3 separate regions of the Sus scrofa genome follow, and all the other regions are linked to region 3. The links are chromatin contacts, called in public Hi-C and promoter capture Hi-C maps. All regions are on one chromosome and are shown on one strand. Each heading gives the region's core, a stretch centred on a gene start, on an enhancer-like site or on the middle of the called end of the contact. The rest is flanking DNA. Distances are from core to core; before and after follow the strand shown.

What was found. Promoter capture Hi-C pulls out the DNA fragments that hold promoters and counts their contacts. A called contact is a pair of places that touch in the nucleus more often than the background predicts.
Region 1: a contact with region 3 is called in a Hi-C map of epiblast stem cells, with 2.1 times the contacts expected there. The contact joins the promoter of PLXNA3 here to the promoter of IRAK1 in region 3. A contact is called at or near these places in 1 of 5 promoter capture datasets (fetal liver) and 1 of 47 Hi-C or Micro-C datasets (epiblast stem cells).
Region 2: a promoter capture Hi-C map of fetal liver shows a contact between it and region 3, with 3 times the contacts expected there. The contact joins the promoter of UBL4A here to the promoter of IRAK1 in region 3. A contact is called at or near these places in 1 of 5 promoter capture datasets (fetal liver) and 1 of 2 datasets of contacts at active chromatin or transcription factors (alveolar macrophages).

What each region holds. Positions count from the first base shown.
Region 1 is chrX:124,980,985-124,983,868 of Sscrofa11.1, reverse strand. PLXNA3 (plexin-A3) reads right to left here and starts at 1,562. Exons shown (of 34, transcript XM_021080740.1): 1 at 1,455-1,562.
Region 2 is chrX:125,008,313-125,011,324 of Sscrofa11.1, reverse strand. It overlaps UBL4A (ubiquitin-like protein 4A), which reads left to right and starts at 1,668. Exons shown (of 5, transcript XM_003360512.4): 1 at 1,668-1,807; 2 at 1,942-2,047; 3 at 2,232-2,446; 4 at 2,557-2,663. The coding sequence starts at 1,760. SLC10A3 (P3 protein) reads left to right here. Exons shown (of 2, transcript XM_021080745.1): 2 at 1-1,197. The coding sequence ends at 968.
Region 3 is chrX:124,723,546-124,726,302 of Sscrofa11.1, reverse strand. IRAK1 (interleukin-1 receptor-associated kinase 1) reads left to right here and starts at 1,448. Exons shown (of 15, transcript XM_003135490.4): 1 at 1,448-1,668; 2 at 1,756-1,923; 3 at 2,056-2,187; 4 at 2,309-2,412; 5 at 2,584-2,757. The coding sequence starts at 1,533. LOC106507059 (a long non-coding RNA gene) reads right to left here and starts at 1,251. Exons shown (of 2, transcript XR_001302752.2): 1 at 1,010-1,251; 2 at 1-447.

The DNA of each region.
Region 1 (2,884 bases), core at 313-2,812, 260 kb before region 3:
AGAGCCAGCTGCTGGGAAAGGCAGGCTGGGCGGCCCTCCCAGAAGGAGAACCCAAACACCAGACCCCCGAGCTGAGGGTGGCCAGCCCAGGCCACAGACACGCCCCACACCCCAGCTGGGGGACAGGGACAGGCAGGGAGAAAACAATCGCAAATTGGCAGCGGGTGTCAGGACACTACCCGGGACAGAGGCCCAAGGCTTCGAAGCCTGAGACCAGTCGCAGGACGCCACATCCAGGTTCCTGGCCGCAGCTGCCTCCCTGCCCAAGGCCTCCCTCTGCTAGCTGTCCAGGAGCCTGCTGTGTAGCCTATACCGGCTGCAACACAAAGCCGAGTCGCGCCTGCCCCCACAGCCACGCACAGAGACAGACATAAGTCAGGCTCTGCTCAGGCGCAGCCAGACAGATGCCCAGGCAGCCCCGCGCAGCTCTTCCTCCAAACCCAGAGGTTCGCTGGGGAAAGGGAGACGCAGGGGGGCCCGAGGAGCCCTACGGAAAGGAGGCCACGGTCGCAATACAGCTGAGACCTTGGGGAGATGGGCTGGGGGCGCACAGAAGCAGTACTGCGCTTGGCTGGGTCTTCACCCCTAGGCCACACCCAGCCCTCGACCAGCTCCAGGCAACCAAGCCAGTAGAGCAGTGTCGTGGCAGCGGACAGGGCAGGGCTCAGGGCTCCGCTCTCAGTGCCCAAGCCCCCAGGGAGACACAAGGTACCCGGCCGGGGCGGGGTGGGGGGGGTGCAGAGACCCAAACCAAGGAGGCACAGAAGAAAGCGGGGAAATGCATTTGCTGGAACAAGGAGCAGACACAGCCTGGAACTGCCGAGTTTCAGCTCAGACTGATCATCTCTCTGGGGCTCTTTTGTCAGGTCCGAATCCTGGACCCTCCATGCAACAGCCGGAGAAGAAAGAAAGAGAAGGAGGCCTCATCCCCTCCTCACCTCCTCCACTCGGCGGCACAGGAATACAAGCGGAAGAATGGGCCTGGGCAGGTGGCCTGGGAGACCTGGAGAGGCAGGACTGGCAGCCCAAGCGCCCACCCCAAACCTTAGCCTGTAAGTGAGAGCCTGGGGCATCACCGGCTCCCCCACCTCTCTGCTACAGCCCGGCCAGCAGAGCCCTAGGAGGGGACAGACCCTCGCAGAGACCCGGCTCCAGCGCCCACTCCCCAGTGCCCCGCGCTGTGCTCCTGGCCCGGCTCGCCCTGCCCCCACCAGGGACGCCCCCCTCGGCGGACCCACAGGGACCCCCATGGAGGGCGGCGCGGCATCAGCCCTTGCAGCGGCCGCTCCTCCGCCACAAAGGGTCGGTCCCCCACAGGGCTGGCCCCGGAGAAGGCAGGGGGCCCGGGCGGGCCCTGACCCCTTCGGGGCTGAGCCGAACCCCCGGGCTGCGGGAGCCCCGGGCCGCCGAGCAGGCGGGACCCCCACGGGAGGCAGGGGATGGCGGCCACCTACCTGTCCCTTCGCCGCCGCTGGCTCCGGGGGGCCGCCCTCCAGCCCCACACCGGCCCCGTTCGCGCGCCCCGCCGCCGCCGCCGCCGCCGCCGCACCCCGCAGCCCGCGCGCCAGCGCCGCTGCCGCCGCCGCCCACACACTGGGCCGGCCCGCCGCCGCCGCCGGGGCCTTTTAAACCCGGACCGTACCACCGCGCCGGGCGGGGGCGCCCGGGGAGGACCGAGCGGCGGGGCTCACGCGCGAGGGCCGCTCTCCGCGGAGCCAGGGAGAGGCCCAGGGCGCAGGCCAGGCCCCGAGAGCCGCTGGGTCCCCGCCCGCGAGCCGACGCCCCTCGCGCCGGGGCCGCGGCCGCGGCGCGCGTCTCTCCCCCTCGTCGCGGCCGGCGGCTCGGGCAGCCCCGGGAACCGCGCGCCCGCGCGCGCCCGCGCCACACCCCCTCGGGCCGCGGGCGCGCGCAGACCCCGCCCCGGCGCTCGGGGGCGCGCCTGGGGCCACCTGCCGCGCGCGCGCCGCGCTCCTCGTCCCCGCCCTTCCTTCAGGCGCACACCTGCCACGGCCTCGCGGCCCCGAGGCCCCTCTGCCTGCGACGGTCGGTGACCCCGGGCTCGGCGCGAGGCCTCGGAGCTGTCGGCCATTCGCACGGGGCCCTGCCCCACGCGCGGCCCTCGGTTTCTCTCATCGCCTTGGTTTCCTTGGCCTTTTCGGTTTAGACGGCTTCCTTGAGATGGCATCCATCTATCCTGCCAGTGGCTCATTTACAGTGTCACGTTGGGCCAGTGTCTGGTGTATTCACAAAGTTGGGCAACCAGCCACATTATTAGACCCGCAAACGTCTTCATCACCCCCAAAGAAAAGCCCCGAGTACCCACTATCAGTCCTCGCTGGTCCACCTCTCACCCGCCCTGGCACAGCCCACCTCCAGCCGGCCGCACTGCCCCCACCCCAGGCCCCGGTGCCCACTCCTCCACTTGCGGCCGATGGCTTTCCCTCTTCTGGCCGTCTCACAGCAGTGGATTCACACAATCCGCTTGGGTCTTTGGCGTCTGGGGTCTTCCGCTGAGCATGATGTTTTGATATTGTGACCTGTATCAGGACTTTGTTTCTTTTTAGGGCCAAAGAATATTCCATTACTTGGATATTCCACTGTTATTGATGCGTTCATCAATTGGCAGGCACTGCTGTCGTTTCCATCTTTCGGCTCGGGTGAACAACGCTGCTACAGACATTCCTCTCTATGTTTTTGTGCGAACGCGTTATCGTTTCCCTTCCACTTAGGAGTGAAACTGCTGGGACAAACGATAACTCTGTTTTTAATGTTTTTAAAAATTTATTTGTCTTTTTGCCATTTCTTGGGCCGCTCCTGCGGCATATGGAGGTTCCCAGGCCAGGGGTCGAATTGGAGCTGTAGGCGCCGGCCTACGCCAGAGCCA
Region 2 (3,012 bases), core at 419-2,918, 280 kb before region 3:
CGCCCAAACTGATCGAGGAGCGGAGAGATTTCCGCATCAAGGTCTCGCCCGCCGAAGACCCCCCCGCCACCCTCGGCGCCGGCCTGGCTCACTTCTCGGAGAACCCCATCCTCTACCTGCTCCTGCCTCTCATCTTTGTCAACAAGTGCTCATTCGGGTGCAAAGTGGAGCTCGAGGTTCTGAAGGGGCTGCTGCAGAGCCCCCAGCCCATGCTGCTGGGCCTCCTGGGCCAGTTTCTGGTCATGCCCTTCTATGCTTTTCTGATGGCTAAGGTCTTCATGCTGCCCAAGGCCCTGGCTCTGGGCCTCATCCTCACCTGCTCGTCGCCCGGCGGCGGGGGGAGCTACCTCTTCAGCCTCCTCCTTGGAGGGGATGTCACCCTGGCCATCTCCATGACTTTCATCTCAACAGTGGCGGCCACCGGTTTCCTGCCGCTGTCCTCGGCCGTCTACAGCCGCCTGCTCAGCATCCACGAAACACTCCACGTGCCCATTTCCAAGATCCTGGGGACCCTGCTGTTCATCGCCATCCCCATAGCAGCAGGCGTGGTGATCAAGTCCAAGCTCCCCAAGTTCTCGCAGCTGCTGCTGCAGGTCATCAAGCCCTTCAGCTTTGTGCTGCTCCTGGGCGGCCTCTTCCTGGCCTACCGCATGGGGGTCTTCATCCTGGCAGGCGTCCGGCTGCCCATCGTGCTGGTGGGCCTCACGGTGCCCCTGGTGGGCCTCCTGGTGGGCTACTGCCTGGCCACGTGCCTGAAGCTCCCGGTGGCCCAGCGGCGGACAGTCAGCATTGAGGTTGGGGTGCAAAACAGCCTGCTGGCCTTAGCCATGCTGCAGCTGTCTCTCCGCCGCCTTCAAGCCGACTACGCCTCCCAGGCCCCCTTCATCGTGGCCCTGAGTGGCACCTCCGAGATGCTGGCCTTAGTCATCGGCCACTTCATCTATAGCAGCGTGTGCACAGTTCCCTGAGGCCCCTCGGGCCAGCTTTTGCCACCCCTAACCCAGCCTCCGCCCACTTGTCCCCACAGTTCTTGTGTACCAAAGGCCTTTAGTTCTCATGCACTATGCACTCAGAAAAATCCAGGCTTATTTTTTTTACTGGTTTTTTATTCTCCAGCTTTCAGTGCCAAAGAGGCCATGCTGAGTTAGGTAGGTGGGCACTGCCCAGAAAATATATTTCAATAAAAGAGAGAAGCAAGCTCGGGTCCCTTCCAGTCTTTGCCCTTTGAGGCCGGCCGGTGGGGCAAGGACGGATGCGGCTGGGTCGCTGGGTCGGCGGGGAAGGGGCGGAGGCCGGCTGGCTAACAGACTTTCGGCCCTCGGTCCCCACGCATCCCCTCCGAGGGGCGGGCCCCTCGCTTCTAGAAGGAGCAGCGGGCAGACGAGCGCCTGGCTCCCCCGCCTGCTTGCTCCCCAGCTCAGCTGGTCTGCCGCGGGCAGCGGGAGACGAGCAGGACCGGGCCAAGCCCCCTGCGGCCTCGCGCCGCAGGAGCAGAGAGCCGACCGGCTCCCACGCCTCCGAGGCCCGGCTCCGCGACTCGCGCCGCCGCCGCCGCCACATCCCGGCCGCCCGCGTGCGGCGGCGGCGGCGGCGGCGGGGCGGGGCGTTGTGGGGGCGGGGCGGGCGGGGCGGCGGCGGGCGCGCCCCTCGCGCGGCTTCCGGCGGCGGCGGGCGGTTCCGGCGCGCGCCCGGGGCGGCGGCGCGCGGCAGGGGGCGGTTGGGGTGCGCGCCGGCCGGAGTGGACGCCGCCGCGGCCGCCATGCAGCTGACGGTGAAGGCGCTCCAGGGCCGCGAGTGCAGCCTGCAGGTACGGCGGCCGGGCCCCCGGCTCGCTGGGTCAGCCCCCGGGCGCCGGGGCCGGCGGCGCCGGGGAGGCCGGGAGGGCTGCCCGGGGCCGAGGCCGCCGCCTCACCCCCTGCCTTCCATCCTTGGCCCGGCCAGGTGTCGGAGGACGAGCTGGTGTCCACGCTGAAACATCTGGTCTCCGAGAAGCTAAACGTCCCCGTGCGCCAGCAGCGGCTGCTGTTCAAGGGCAAGGCCCTAGCAGGTAACCGGGGAGCCCCGCGGGAAGTCGGGGCCGAGCCTGCGCAGCGGTGCGGCGGATGGGGCTCTGGCCGCTGGAGCGCCGGGGAGGTGGCCTCCTCAGCCAGGTGTCGCAGCGCCCCCGCCTGGCCTCGCTGAGGCCATCCCCACCCTTGCGGGCGACACCTCCATCCCTCTCTCTCGGGCAGATGGGAAAAGACTCTCCGATTACAGCGTTGGGCCCAATTCCAAGCTCAACCTAGTGGTCAAACCGCTGGAGAAGGTGTTGCTGGAAGAAAGCGCGGCCCGGAGACTGGCTGAGGCCCCGCCCCCGCCCCCAGCCGCCTGGCAGCTGGTCTCCAAGGTCTTGGGCCGCCACTTCAGCGCTGCAGATGCCAGCAGAGTCCTGGATCAACTGCAGAGGGTGAGAAGGGTCGCCCGCCGCCGCCGCCGCCGCCGCCGCCGCCGGCCCCCGCCTCAATCACAGGGTCGTCCCGCCGCGCGCCCCTGAATCCTCCCGGCCTCTCTCCTCAGGATTACGAGCGGTCCCTGAGCCGGCTGACCCTGGATGACATCGAGCGCTTGGCTAGCCGCTTCCTGCACCCCGAAGTGACTGAAGCTATGGAGAAGGGGTTCTCCAAGTAGGATTCTCGGAGTGTGGGGAGGAGCCTGGCCAGGCCACAAGCTGCATGTAGCATTAAATGTGTTCTCATGTTGCAATTTGGCTCATAACAGTAGCTGGCGGGTACCGGGTACCTGCACCTGGCTCTCGGTAGGTGCCCGGCACCGCTCAAAGCCCTTGCCCTGGGTTTGCTCCCACACTTTGCACAGAAGGTGAGACAGCCAAGGCTCCTAGCGGTGTCCTAGGGGAGCCAGAATCTGAGTGCAGCCAGCTTCTAGAAGTGCCTCAGGGTGAGGAGGAGAAAGGCGTTGTTTTAGAAGGGTTCTGAGGGGCGCGGGGGGGGGGGGCGCATTTCCCGTTTAGCCCAC
Region 3 (2,757 bases), core at 199-2,698:
TGGAGGTGGCCGCATCGTTCGGGGAGAGGCCCGTCTTGGGCAGACCTGTTTTCTGGGAACGCCGCCTGGCGTGGGGCGGAGGGGTGAGCAGCCCTTGGGGGTCAGCAAAGACCTGTTGCCTTTGAAGCGGGCAAGCAGCTGGAGAAACAAAAGGCGAAGTCACCCTGGCTGCTTTGGGGGGGGGTCTTTGCCATCTGGTGGGGGAGGCAGCCAAGTGGAGAGGCTGAAGAAGGACGCGTCAGAGGTGCCGGCCAAGCAGGGGCTGTGGGAGGCTCGCCTGAGGGGCCCAGGGAGCTCTCCGCCGAGCTTCCGCCCGGGGGGCTGTCTGAGCTCCAGCTGGTCCGGTGCGGGCCACGCAGCTGCAGGGCAGGTCGCTGCAGGGCAGGTCGCATTCTTGGAACCCTAAGGAGCTCTGGATGGCTGCAGGCTGCTGCTGTGTGCCGAGCGCTAGACAGAGGTGGACAGGAAGGGGCTGGGTGACGACAGCAGTGGGGGCAGGGCGGAAGAGCTGGGACCCCAGCGGAGGGCTTCGGGGAACCCCGGGAAGGCCCGAAGCAGGCAAGTGAGGTGGCTTGAGTTGTGCCTAAGGAAGACGACCCGGCACTAAGAGGTAGCACTGGGGGCAGTGGGCCTGTGGGCAAGAGATGGACTCCAGGAAAGCTCAGGGAGGTGACAGGGAAATAGCAGCTGCTGCCGCGCCAAGCGCCTGAGACCCCAAGGACACCAATGGCTGCCCAGCAGAGTGCGACCAGTGTGCGGCCAGCCCTGGGAGCTCGGTGCCCGATGAGCGCTTCAGAAAGGAGGGGGGGACCGCCAGCTGAGCCAGGAGGGTGACAAGAGGGAGGAGCGACAGCAGGAACCGAAGGCCTCTTTTCAAGAGATGTAAACACGTTTCATGTGCCAGTGGCGGAGGAGCCAACAAAGAAAGAGATACGGCAGGTGCTGCAAAGAGCGGGAAAGATGGGCTCCCGCGCCCAGGAGGTGGCTGGAAATGCTGAGTTGGGCTGACCTGCTGTAAAGCTTCCAGACCGTTCTTCTGCACCCCGCCTCGGCCAGGCCGCCTCTGCGACCCACATCTGACCCTGCCCTGCCCGGATCCGTTGACCACCCTCCGCTGCCTCCTAGATAAAACCAACTTCTTAAGACGGCCTCCCGGGGCCCCTCGGCCGGCCCGGTGCCAGCCCTTTCCGGAACAACCCCGCGCCGCCGCCGCTCCGAGCCCGCCCCTCCTCTTGGGAGCCCGCCCCCCCCCCGCCCCCCCCCCCCCGCGCCGGGCCCACTGCGCAGCCTTCCCGCCGAGCGGTCGCGCGCGGCGCCCCCGTGTGGCCGGGGCTCGCGGCGGCGGCGGCGGCAGCGGCGGGCGACATGGCGGCGGGCCCGGGCACCGCCCCTTCCGCCCCGCCGGGCGTCGCACGAGGCCGGCTTAAAGGGGAAGTGAGTCAGTGTCCGCGGACCCGGCCGGCCGAGGCCCGCGCCCGCCGCGGCCCCGAAAGGCCGCGAGAGGCCCCGGCCGGGCGGCGGCGGCAGCGGCCATGGCCGGGGGGCCAGGCCCGGGAGACCCCGCGGTCCCCGGCGCCCAGCACTTCTTGTACGAGGTGCCGCCCTGGGTCATGTGCCGCTTCTACAAGGTGATGGACGCCCTGGAGCCCGCCGACTGGTGCCAGTTCGGTGGGTGGCGGCGGGCCGGCGGGGGCGGGGCGGGGCGGGGAGCGCGCGGGGCCCCGGCGCCCAGGCCTGACGACCCCCGCCCCGCAGCCGCCCTGATCGTGCGCGACCAGACCGAGCTGAGGCTGTGCGAGCGCTCCGGGCAGCGCACGGCCAGCGTCCTGTGGCCGTGGATCAACCGCAACGCCCGCGTGGCCGACCTCGTGCGCATTCTCACGCACCTGCAGCTGCTCCGCGCGCGGGACATCATCACAGCATGTGAGCGCGCGGTGGCCCTCGCCCCCACGCCGGGCCCCGGGCTAGGGGTCGCCCAGGGCGTCCCACGGAGCTCTTCCCCCCTCCCCGCCCCGCGCCTGGGCCTAACAGTCCTTTCCTTCCTCGGTGTCCTAGGGCACCCTTCCGCCCCTTTTCTGCCCCCGAGCAGCACCACCCCCAGGCCCAACAGCATCTCTGCACCCTTGGAGGCCAAGGCCCCCAGCCCCCGGAAGTTGCACTCGTCAGCCTCCACCCTCCTCTCCCCAGGTAAGACAGCCCGGCCGGGTGTGGGCTTGAGGAACCTGAGAAAAGGACCCCCTTGACCCTGGCCATGGCAGTGAATCCTGCGGCCGGTCGCCGTCTCCCTGTCACTGGTGTCTTTATGCAGCTTTTCCAGGCTCCCAGACTCATTCTGACCCTGAGCTCGGCCCTCACACAAGCCCTGCCGCCCTCCAGCCCCCAGCGCTATCTGCAGCCCCTCTCTCTACCCAGGTAGGTGGGTCCTGCGGGCCCGCGGGTCTGAGACAAGCCCGAAGAAACCCAGCCTTCGCTACACTGGGGAGCCCCAGCCAGCCCAGCAGGGGCGCTGGGAGTTGAAGGAGCTTGTGGCCTGGGCAGAGGGGAGGAGACAGGCCTCCCCTGATCCGGGGTCTCTGCCCACAGCCAAGCCCAGAAAGCTCAGGGTCCCTCTTGCCGGGGGCCCCCTCTTCGTTCTGCTGGCCCCTCCACGAGATCCGCCAGGGCACCCAGGACTTCTCAGACGCGCTGAAGATCGGGGAGGGCGGCTTCGGGTGTGTGTACCGGGCGGTGATGAGAAACACGGTGTACGCTGTGAAG